2 separate regions of the Gossypium hirsutum genome follow, and region 1 is linked to region 2. The links are chromatin contacts, called in public Hi-C maps. All regions are on one chromosome and are shown on one strand. Each heading gives the region's core, a stretch centred on a gene start, on an enhancer-like site or on the middle of the called end of the contact. The rest is flanking DNA. Distances are from core to core; before and after follow the strand shown.

The links. A called contact is a pair of places that touch in the nucleus more often than the background predicts.
Region 1: a Hi-C map of leaf shows a contact between it and region 2, with 4 times the contacts expected there. The contact joins the promoter of LOC107909697 here to the enhancer-like site in region 2. A contact is called at or near these places in 3 of 34 Hi-C or Micro-C datasets (leaf and petal).

Annotation. Positions count from the first base shown.
Region 1 is chrD02:60,348,357-60,352,750 of Gossypium_hirsutum_v2.1, forward strand. LOC107909697 (ARM REPEAT PROTEIN INTERACTING WITH ABF2) reads left to right here and starts at 2,711. Exons shown (of 4, transcript XM_041088920.1): 1 at 2,711-3,846; 2 at 3,848-4,394. The coding sequence starts at 2,909.
Region 2 is chrD02:60,262,620-60,266,892 of Gossypium_hirsutum_v2.1, forward strand. No RefSeq gene overlaps it. Among protein-coding and RNA genes, the nearest start is that of LOC107909699, 26 kb to the left of the region's middle. Within about 2 kb of position 2,857, at least 2 of the 9 cell types and tissues checked have an H3K27ac peak or open chromatin away from gene starts, as enhancers often do. A contact at or near this core is called in leaf, where this site is marked.

The DNA of each region.
Region 1 (4,394 bases), core at 1,461-3,960, 86 kb after region 2:
AATATTATACAAACAACCAGTCCTAATTTCTTCAAGAATTTGTATTGATATTCTGTAAAAAAAATATAAATCAATTAAGATATTAGTAATCTTATACAAAATCATTATCCCAAAATTATTCCATCAAAAAAAACTTAATCTTGCATAAAAATTCTAATTTATCACAAGTAAAGCCACAATTTTAATTTTTTTTTAGAGATGAATCGATAAAGCTTGAAAAGAAAAGAAGCATTGTTATCAAATTAGAGAAACCTACTTAAAAGTATTGAAATATTGATAATTTATCTTGTAAAAATTATGGAGAGAGTATGAGAGAATAAGAAAATTTTGTGAAAAAAATTATGAATATTGAAAGAAAATATTGCTATTGGGTTAATAACTTAATTTACTACTTATATTACTTTTTATAAAGTAATTTTTTAAAAAATTATGAAATTAATTGACCTCACAATTTTACGTGTGGCTCCACCATTGCATGCTATGATGTAGAGAAAAATAAACTTGGTTTATATAGAAAGAATATTAGGGATGTAAAAGAAAGAAAGAAAAAGGGCAGATTTCATGATTTAATATGAATTAAACTTTAAAATGATGGGTAAAATATATAATAAAAAAATCAAATATGAATTGAACTTGTTCACTCCATTTTCAGATTAATAGATCAATTTAAGATTCAGTGTAATATTTCGGTGAAATGGATTTCATTAATTAATAGTACAGAAGATAAATTTCATTAAGTTTCAATTTTTCTTAAATTATGCTTCTTCTTTTTTTTTGGGGGGGGGGTTTAAATAAAAAATAAATAAGTTAACTAATGAGTATTGAGTTAGGTATATTGGGAAGTTAAACATAATAATTATACTTTTATAGAGAAAAGTAATACTTTTACATGAGAAAAAAAATTAAAATTTTATTTTAAAATTCTATGAGAGTAAACTTGAGCTTTTAAATGCCCAAAACCCAAGCACATTTTGGACAGAAATCATTTTCATTTGCAAATTACTTAGCTTTAGCTATAAAAAAAATGGACAACAAGAATAATAACTTGAATTCAATCGACCATTATCTAGCCTAGCTTAAATAAGTGGACCCATATTGCAGTTAGTATTGAAAAGTTAATTTTAACTCAAAAAGCATAAATAATCCAACTTGAAATCAAACATGAGAATTGAGGGGAGGGGGTTTCGCATAATCAACAAGCCTAATTAAGCAAAGTTAGTAGTTCAATCTTAGTATCAAGTTTGAGCTAGCCAAACTTCAACCCTTGAATATCTAATAGAACTTGAGCTTCTTATTGTTTGAGCTTGGGTTAGCTCAATGACACCCCAATCACTATAAACTAGAATAAACTATAATACTAAATAAACACTTATTTCTAAGATATTGTTCGTATTAATTCATTGAGCTTTATAATTTATTTTACAAATTGAATAAGATGTGAATGCATAATTGATGAGAAATTAATATCGTATATAATAAAAGTATCATGAAAGTCCTTGTATTTAGAGTTGGATTGCATTTTTCTTTCTCTATTAAAAAAGAGGCAAATTAGTTTATATACATTATATCAAAAAGCAAAGTAATTCTTTTTGTTATAAATTTCATTCATTTTTATTGCTAAAAATTGGTTCTTATACGTCAGTATGAGATATACGTGGCATACACATGTCATTGTCAAGTTATTTCGTCATTCATACTAGTTTTTAATAGTACAAATAAATAATTTTTTTTAATAAAAAAGATGAATTTATCTAATTTTTAAGTAGAAAAAACAAAATACAATCAAACTTTAACTACATACAACTCCATGCTACTTTACCCACCATGTATGCATGTAAGGAAAATAATATGTCAACGAACTCTATCCAAGACATTATAATTGCTAAGCCTTTGAATTGATATGTTCAAAAGGGAGTTCAGCAGTGAGCAACATTATTTTCATCAAAGATCCAATAATTGAGCCATATGCCCCATATTATTTAGTACTAAAATAAGCATCAACATTTCTATCTTACTGTTAAAGAATCGTAATGTAGTTTGAACCTCTGAATAATAATGATAGTTCTTGTCTGAGTATATTGGTGGTCGTAAAAATTATCACTCCATTTTTCCCTTAAAAATGCAATTATTTTATTAATTGCAGAAGATTGCTCAATAGATTTCATCATCAAATAATTTGATGGGGTGTTGGGCTGCTTAGTCAAGGAATGTCTGAGTCACTTGTTAGAAAACTAATGAATAAAATAGTAATTAAGCACGGAAAATAGAACACAAATTGCGTGGTCAACAATTCAAAATTTTCATCACTCTGTTTATCTTTTCTACAACATCATCGGGTCAACGGCTAAGGGTTTTTTCTTTCTTTCCAGTCTCATAATTCTTTTATATTTTTGTCTATATGGGCTAAAAAATGTGACGCCAACCCTTGTCTTACAGTTGTATTAATTATCAGAATATGTGTTGAGTTGCAGTATGAATTAAGATGGTCCGAAAGTAATTGGAAAATTAAAGTAATATAAATTAAAAATAGATGGAAAAGAATGCTTTGACCGGAAACCAGTAAAAGAAAATGAAAAGGAAGGAAGGAATAATTTTCAAGTGATGCTTCCGAGCAAGTGCTTTTCACCTTCCTATTACGAAATGTAAAAAACTTAATCAATTGACTCCTCGTCATCTTCTTTTGGTGCATTTTAATTTGTTATTATTATCATTTACTATTATCGTTGTTTTTCCATTCACGCGCTGCGTGGAAAGTGGGATACCAATAATGGTGTAAAAAAAACAGCACAATTCCCTAGAAGAGGAGGAGCTTCCTAAAAGAAACGTCAGTAGCAGCTAGCTAAGGCTGATTGATTTTCTACTTCTTGACTCGCCCAGGACTCACCAAACGTATTAACTCATTGAGTTGATGATGGGATCGGCGGAGGAGAAAAGAATCGAGGATGAGCTTTCGTATCCGATTATGCTAGCTGAGCGAGTTCGGGCGGCGGCGGACGAGGCGGAGTCGTTTAAAGTTGATTGTGGGGAGGTGGGGAAGCTAGTAGATCGGCTTTCCCAAATGCTTCGAACCCTGGTCCGCTCCACCACCTCGGTTCAAGCCCTCTACGAACGCCCGATTCGCCGGGTAGTCTCCGAGGTCTCCAAGAATCTAGAGCGAGCCCTCACCTTAGTCCGAAAGTGCAAGAGGCAGAGCATCTTGCGTCGAGTCGTGAGGATCACGAGTGCCACCGATTTCCGCAAAGTGTTGAACCTTCTGGACGCTTCCATCGGCGACATGAAGTGGCTCATGGGAGTCCTCGACACCGAGAACAACGGTACTGCCAGCGGAATCTTCCTTTCCCTCCCCCCGATCGCTAGCAACGACCCGATTATTTCCTGGGTTTGGTCTTACATCGCCACCGTCCAAATGGGCCAATTAACCGATCGAATTGAAGCTGCTAATAACCTCGCGTCTATCGCTCGAGACAACGACCGAAACAAAAAGATAACCGTCGAAGAAGGCGGCATCCCTCCTTTGTTAAAGCTTCTCAAAGAAAGCTCTTCAGCGGATGCCCAAATCGCAGCGGCTAATGCGCTTCTTGTTTTAGCAAACGAGCAGGAAAGAGTTAGGAGTATTGTCGATGAAATGGGGGTTCCAATTGTGGTTCAAGTGTTGGGAGATTCCCTTATGAAGGTTCAAATTCCGGTAGCAAAACTAGTGGTGAGAATGGCGGAGCATGACCCTGTGGCTCAAGAGGATTTCGCCAGAGAGAATGTGATTAGGCCGTTGGTCACTTTGTTATCGTTCGAGACTTTTGTGGAAGATTCTAAGACACAGTTGGGTAAGCAAAGCATTCATTCTATAGTTCGATCAGAAATTTTCTTCTGCTGGATCGACTTCGAGAAACTATAGTTATAGACCGTATTCGAACTCCTACTCGAATTTGCATATGGAAGGGAGTAGTAGGGGAGGAAATCATAGGAAAGAAAGAGAAAATGAGAAGCCTGAAGTTAAACTTCAGTTGAAAATTAATTGTGCTGAAGCTTTATGGATGCTTGCTAAAGGCAGTGTTTCAAATAGTAGGAGGATAACTGAGACAAAAGGATTGCTTTGCTTGGCTAAATTGGTGGAGAAGGAACAAGGTGAATTGCAGTATAATTGTTTGATGGCAATAATGGAGATTACAGCTGCTGCTGAATCCAATTCCGATCTTAGACGTGCAGCTTTTAAGACGAATTCCCCCGCTGCTAAGGCTGTTATCGATCAGCTTTTAAGGGTGACCAAGGAATTGGATAGTCCTATATTGCAAGTTCCTGCTATTAGATCAGTTGGTTCATTGGCAAGGACTTTCCCGGCTCGGGAGACTCGAGTGATCGGTCCTTTGGTGACACAACTTGGTAATAAGGATCAAGAA
Region 2 (4,273 bases), core at 1,607-4,106:
TTTTGTACCTTGAAGACTGATATTCTCTCCACTAAATTCACCCCTAAGAACTTAGCTCGTAAAACCTCAACAAAATATTTTACGATCAAATGCACTCTCATAAATAATATTTCTCACTTGAATAGATTAAGTGCTCTTCAATCAATACAACAACCTATATAAGTCTCTCAATTATATAAAGTTTTTCGAGACTTACTAACATAATGAATATCTATATCAATCTCTATTAAACAATAGCTAAACCAATTGAATACAATATAATAATAACAAACAAGGTAAATAAAGACTATTGGTAGCTAAGTCTCCAACATTCAAATCTGATCCCACTTCCTCGATCCGAGAGATTAGAAAGACTTGACCTGATTCTCCAAATCTGTTTCCCCAAGTGATACAATTTTCATTGATGGGCTAGATACAATCCATAATATCAGCATTACCCAAAAATCCAGTTCAATAAATTGACAATCACCTAAATATGAAAATTGTCTAATCTATCGCAATGCTTCAAGAAGTGGGCACTTCCTCAAATACATAAATTATCTTTTTCAACGATATCAACAACTTTAAAATTTTAATGATTCTTTTCTGTTTAATTTAATTATATGTAAATCATTTATTAGAATATAAAACTTTATTTTCAGCAGAGATACTTTATTCAACTAAAGTTGACTTTCTATTAAATTATCTTAAACATATTTAAAAGTAAAAATGACAGGAACAGTTTACATAATAAAACAATTTATTTAGTTCTTAAATAACACTTTACCAGGAGAAAAAAAATCGTAAATAACACTATACTAGATCAAATTTTGATTTAAATTTAACTGTTTTTCATAAACTTTAAATATTCCAATGCCCTAACCTCATGTGATTAAAATGAATAAAAAAAATTGTCACCAACCTCATGTGGCTGTTTGATTAAAAATTTGAATACGAGAACTTATATATCCAAATATCCCCTTATAATAAAGCTTAGATGTTCTTTCAAAAATAAAATAAATACAGATGTTCAACATTAGCTTTCAAATTAAATGTTCAATATATTAAATAAAAGAAAACTCTAACTAGCATTCCCTCGAAAAGAAAAAAATTTCTAGTTAAAAAAATGATAGAAGGCTTTTGTACTAAACGTGATTCTACTTTAAAAAGAAGTAAGTTAATTATTATTAAATTAAAAAGCAAGTTGGTTTTTGGAGAATTCATAAAATTAATTAAATTGTAATTTTTACAATAATAAAAATGTAATTTTTAAAAGATTAAATCAAAATTTTATCATTTTAAGAGGGTCAAAGTGTAATTTTACCTTTACTAATTTAAAATTTTAAAAATAAAAAATGACTCAAAGGAAAATTTTCCATTTTAGGGGGGCTAGGGCCCCTGCCAGCCCCTGGATACACCCCTGGTAACACGTGTGTACCACGTGTACCTCATGCTGACGTAGAGGGACCTATTTTGAATAATAGATATGGATGCATTTTTTAACAAAATGATCCGTTTACTCTTTGATTAAACGTATATGGATTAATTTGCTCATTTTTTTGAATAAAAGGGACATAATGCAATCTAACTCTTAGTATAAGGGTTTCTACTATTACCTAAAATGTAGAATTGAATTTGAATATTTAAAAAAATATATATTTAAAAAATTTGTAAGTTGATACAATTTTAACAGGGTTTTGGTTCTCTTAATGTTTAGATTTGAGCAAACTATACTATCAGTCTTTTAATTATGGTTAAGTTTTTTTGTCACTTAATTAAAAAAAAAGTTACAATTTTGATCATTATCGTTTTTTGAAATTGTTTTTCTGATCACCTGACGGTTTAGTGGCTAACAGGAGCACTTTTTAGTTGGTACTATAACAATTTTAGTTATCGGCTTTTAAACTTTTTGTCAATTTAATCTTGATTTTATATAAAAATGATAAAAATAGAATTTTTTTTAAAAAATTAGAAAGTTCCGAAGAATATAAAAATTCAAAAAAATAAAAATAGATAAAATTTCAAAAAATTCATAAAGTGAGAGAAAATGAGGTAAAATTATTTTTAAACCCTCCAAAATTTCTTTGTAGTATTTGTATAAAAATATTGAATACCCATTCTTTAAAAATAGAAAAATTAGAAACATTAAGCAAAATTGGTAGTTCTCTATTTTTGACTTCTTTGGTTTTTATAAGAAAAGAAAAAAAATTAGAATATAATTTGTTTTTACGATTTGAGTTTTAAAAGATAAATTTGAATTAATTGAAATTTTGAATTGAGTCTGAAAAAGAAAATTTCGTAATATATTTTGTGTTTTTTTGTTAAAGAAATGATATTAGAGTTGATTTCATAAGTCTCTATAATATCAATTATGGAAGAAATTCTTCAACAACATGGAACTCAGTTTGAAAATATTGCTAATATGGTTTCGAGGAAGTATACATTTGAAATTTTATATTTAATTTTTATATTGAAATATCTAGTTTTTATTAAATAATTTTAAATTTTTTTTATTTTATATAAAACCAAGGTCAAATTAATAAAAAGAAGAAGAATTGAGGATTAAAATTATTCTTATACTAACTAAAAAAATGTCATCATTAACTACTTAAGGTTGAGTGAAAACAGTAATAATTTTGAAAACAATAATGATCAAATTATAGTATCTTTTTAATTAAGTGACTAAAATAAAAATTTATCTATTAATAAAATAATATGCAATGAGTTTATGAAAAACATGAGCAACTGAAGTAAATTATAGGAGTGAAGGTAGAAGCCCATTAGAGCCGAACTCGAAGTTGATAAAATTATGTGGAGTTTAGGCTCATATGATAGAAGAAGTTTTGGTTCAGCATTCATTGCATGATTATGGGTTTTTCTAACTTTCTCCAGGGCATTACTTTAAAACTGTTGAAGAATGGGTTGATTCCTTGGCACATGGGGACACATTTAGACTGGGCTTTAACTTCAATATCATGGGGGATCAACCCCATTTATGATACTCCATAATTATATCTACCAGAATTAATGAGGGATGGAAATCGAGGGCAATTTATCAAAAAAAGTAGTTTTTTTTTTAAATTTATCGAAATGGGTCAATTTTTTGATTATTTACCGGAATTGACCATTTTTCTACGAAATCGCATCCACGTCAGCGCGATGTCAGGGTACGTGTCAGAACATCGCGTCCACGTCAGTGCGATTTGCTTACGTGGACACAAATCGCGCCTACGAGGACTCGATTTGCTGACGTGGATGAACAGTTTATGCTTTTAAGCTTGGAAAACTTTGAAAGGCCATAACTTTTGGCTCGGTTGTCCGATTGAGACGATTTTTTTTTATTTCGAATAACTTTTTGAGATCTACACGCTGACAAATTGCCGAAGGCGGTTTGCCACAGTTTTCGTCGAAAAAGATCCTTTTTGCCCCTAAATTTTGATTTTTTCAGTTTAAAATTGAATTTTGAAACATTCAAATCATTATTTTCCTTATTTATTTGAAGTAAACACCGGATCTTTTTTTACAGAATTGTCTTATATCATCCTGTTATAGGTATAAGTCAGCTCATTCCACTTTTGAGAAGTTCCCTAAAATTTTCCATTTTATTCAATTTTGTCCCAAAAACCTAAATAGTCATATTTTCAAATCTAAGCTTCGTTTTTCAATTCAAATTCAATTTCATCCTTCCATGACATTCAAATATTCTTAAATACAAAAATTTCATGCTAATTTTGAAATAATTACACTTTAGTCCCTAACTCGTAACTAACAAATTATACTTTACAAATTCGTCCCTATTCATCTCTAAGAAGTTTGTCAGCGCGTAGATCTCGAAAAGTTATTCGAAATAAAATAAATCGTCTCAATCGGACAATCGAGCCAAAAGTTATGGCCTTACAATTTTTTTCAAGCTAAAAAACATAAACTGTTCATGCCACGTCAGCAAATCGCGTCCTCTAGGGCGCGATTTCCGTCCACGTTAGCAAGTCGCGTTGATGTGGACGCGATTTCCTGGCCCGTACCCTGACATCGCGCTGACGTGGACGCGATTTCGCGGAAAATGGACCATTCCGGTAAATAATTAAATAGTTGGCCCATTTCGGTAAATTTTAAAAAAAAGGGCTTTTATTGGTAAAATACCTGAAAATCGAAAACCGACTACAATATCACAATACATTTACTTGCTATAAAAAAAACCAACCACTTATTTTTAGGGGTGTAAATTCAGTCGATTCGATTCTTTATATAAAAAATAAAATAAATTGAATTATTTACATAAATTAAATAAATCAAA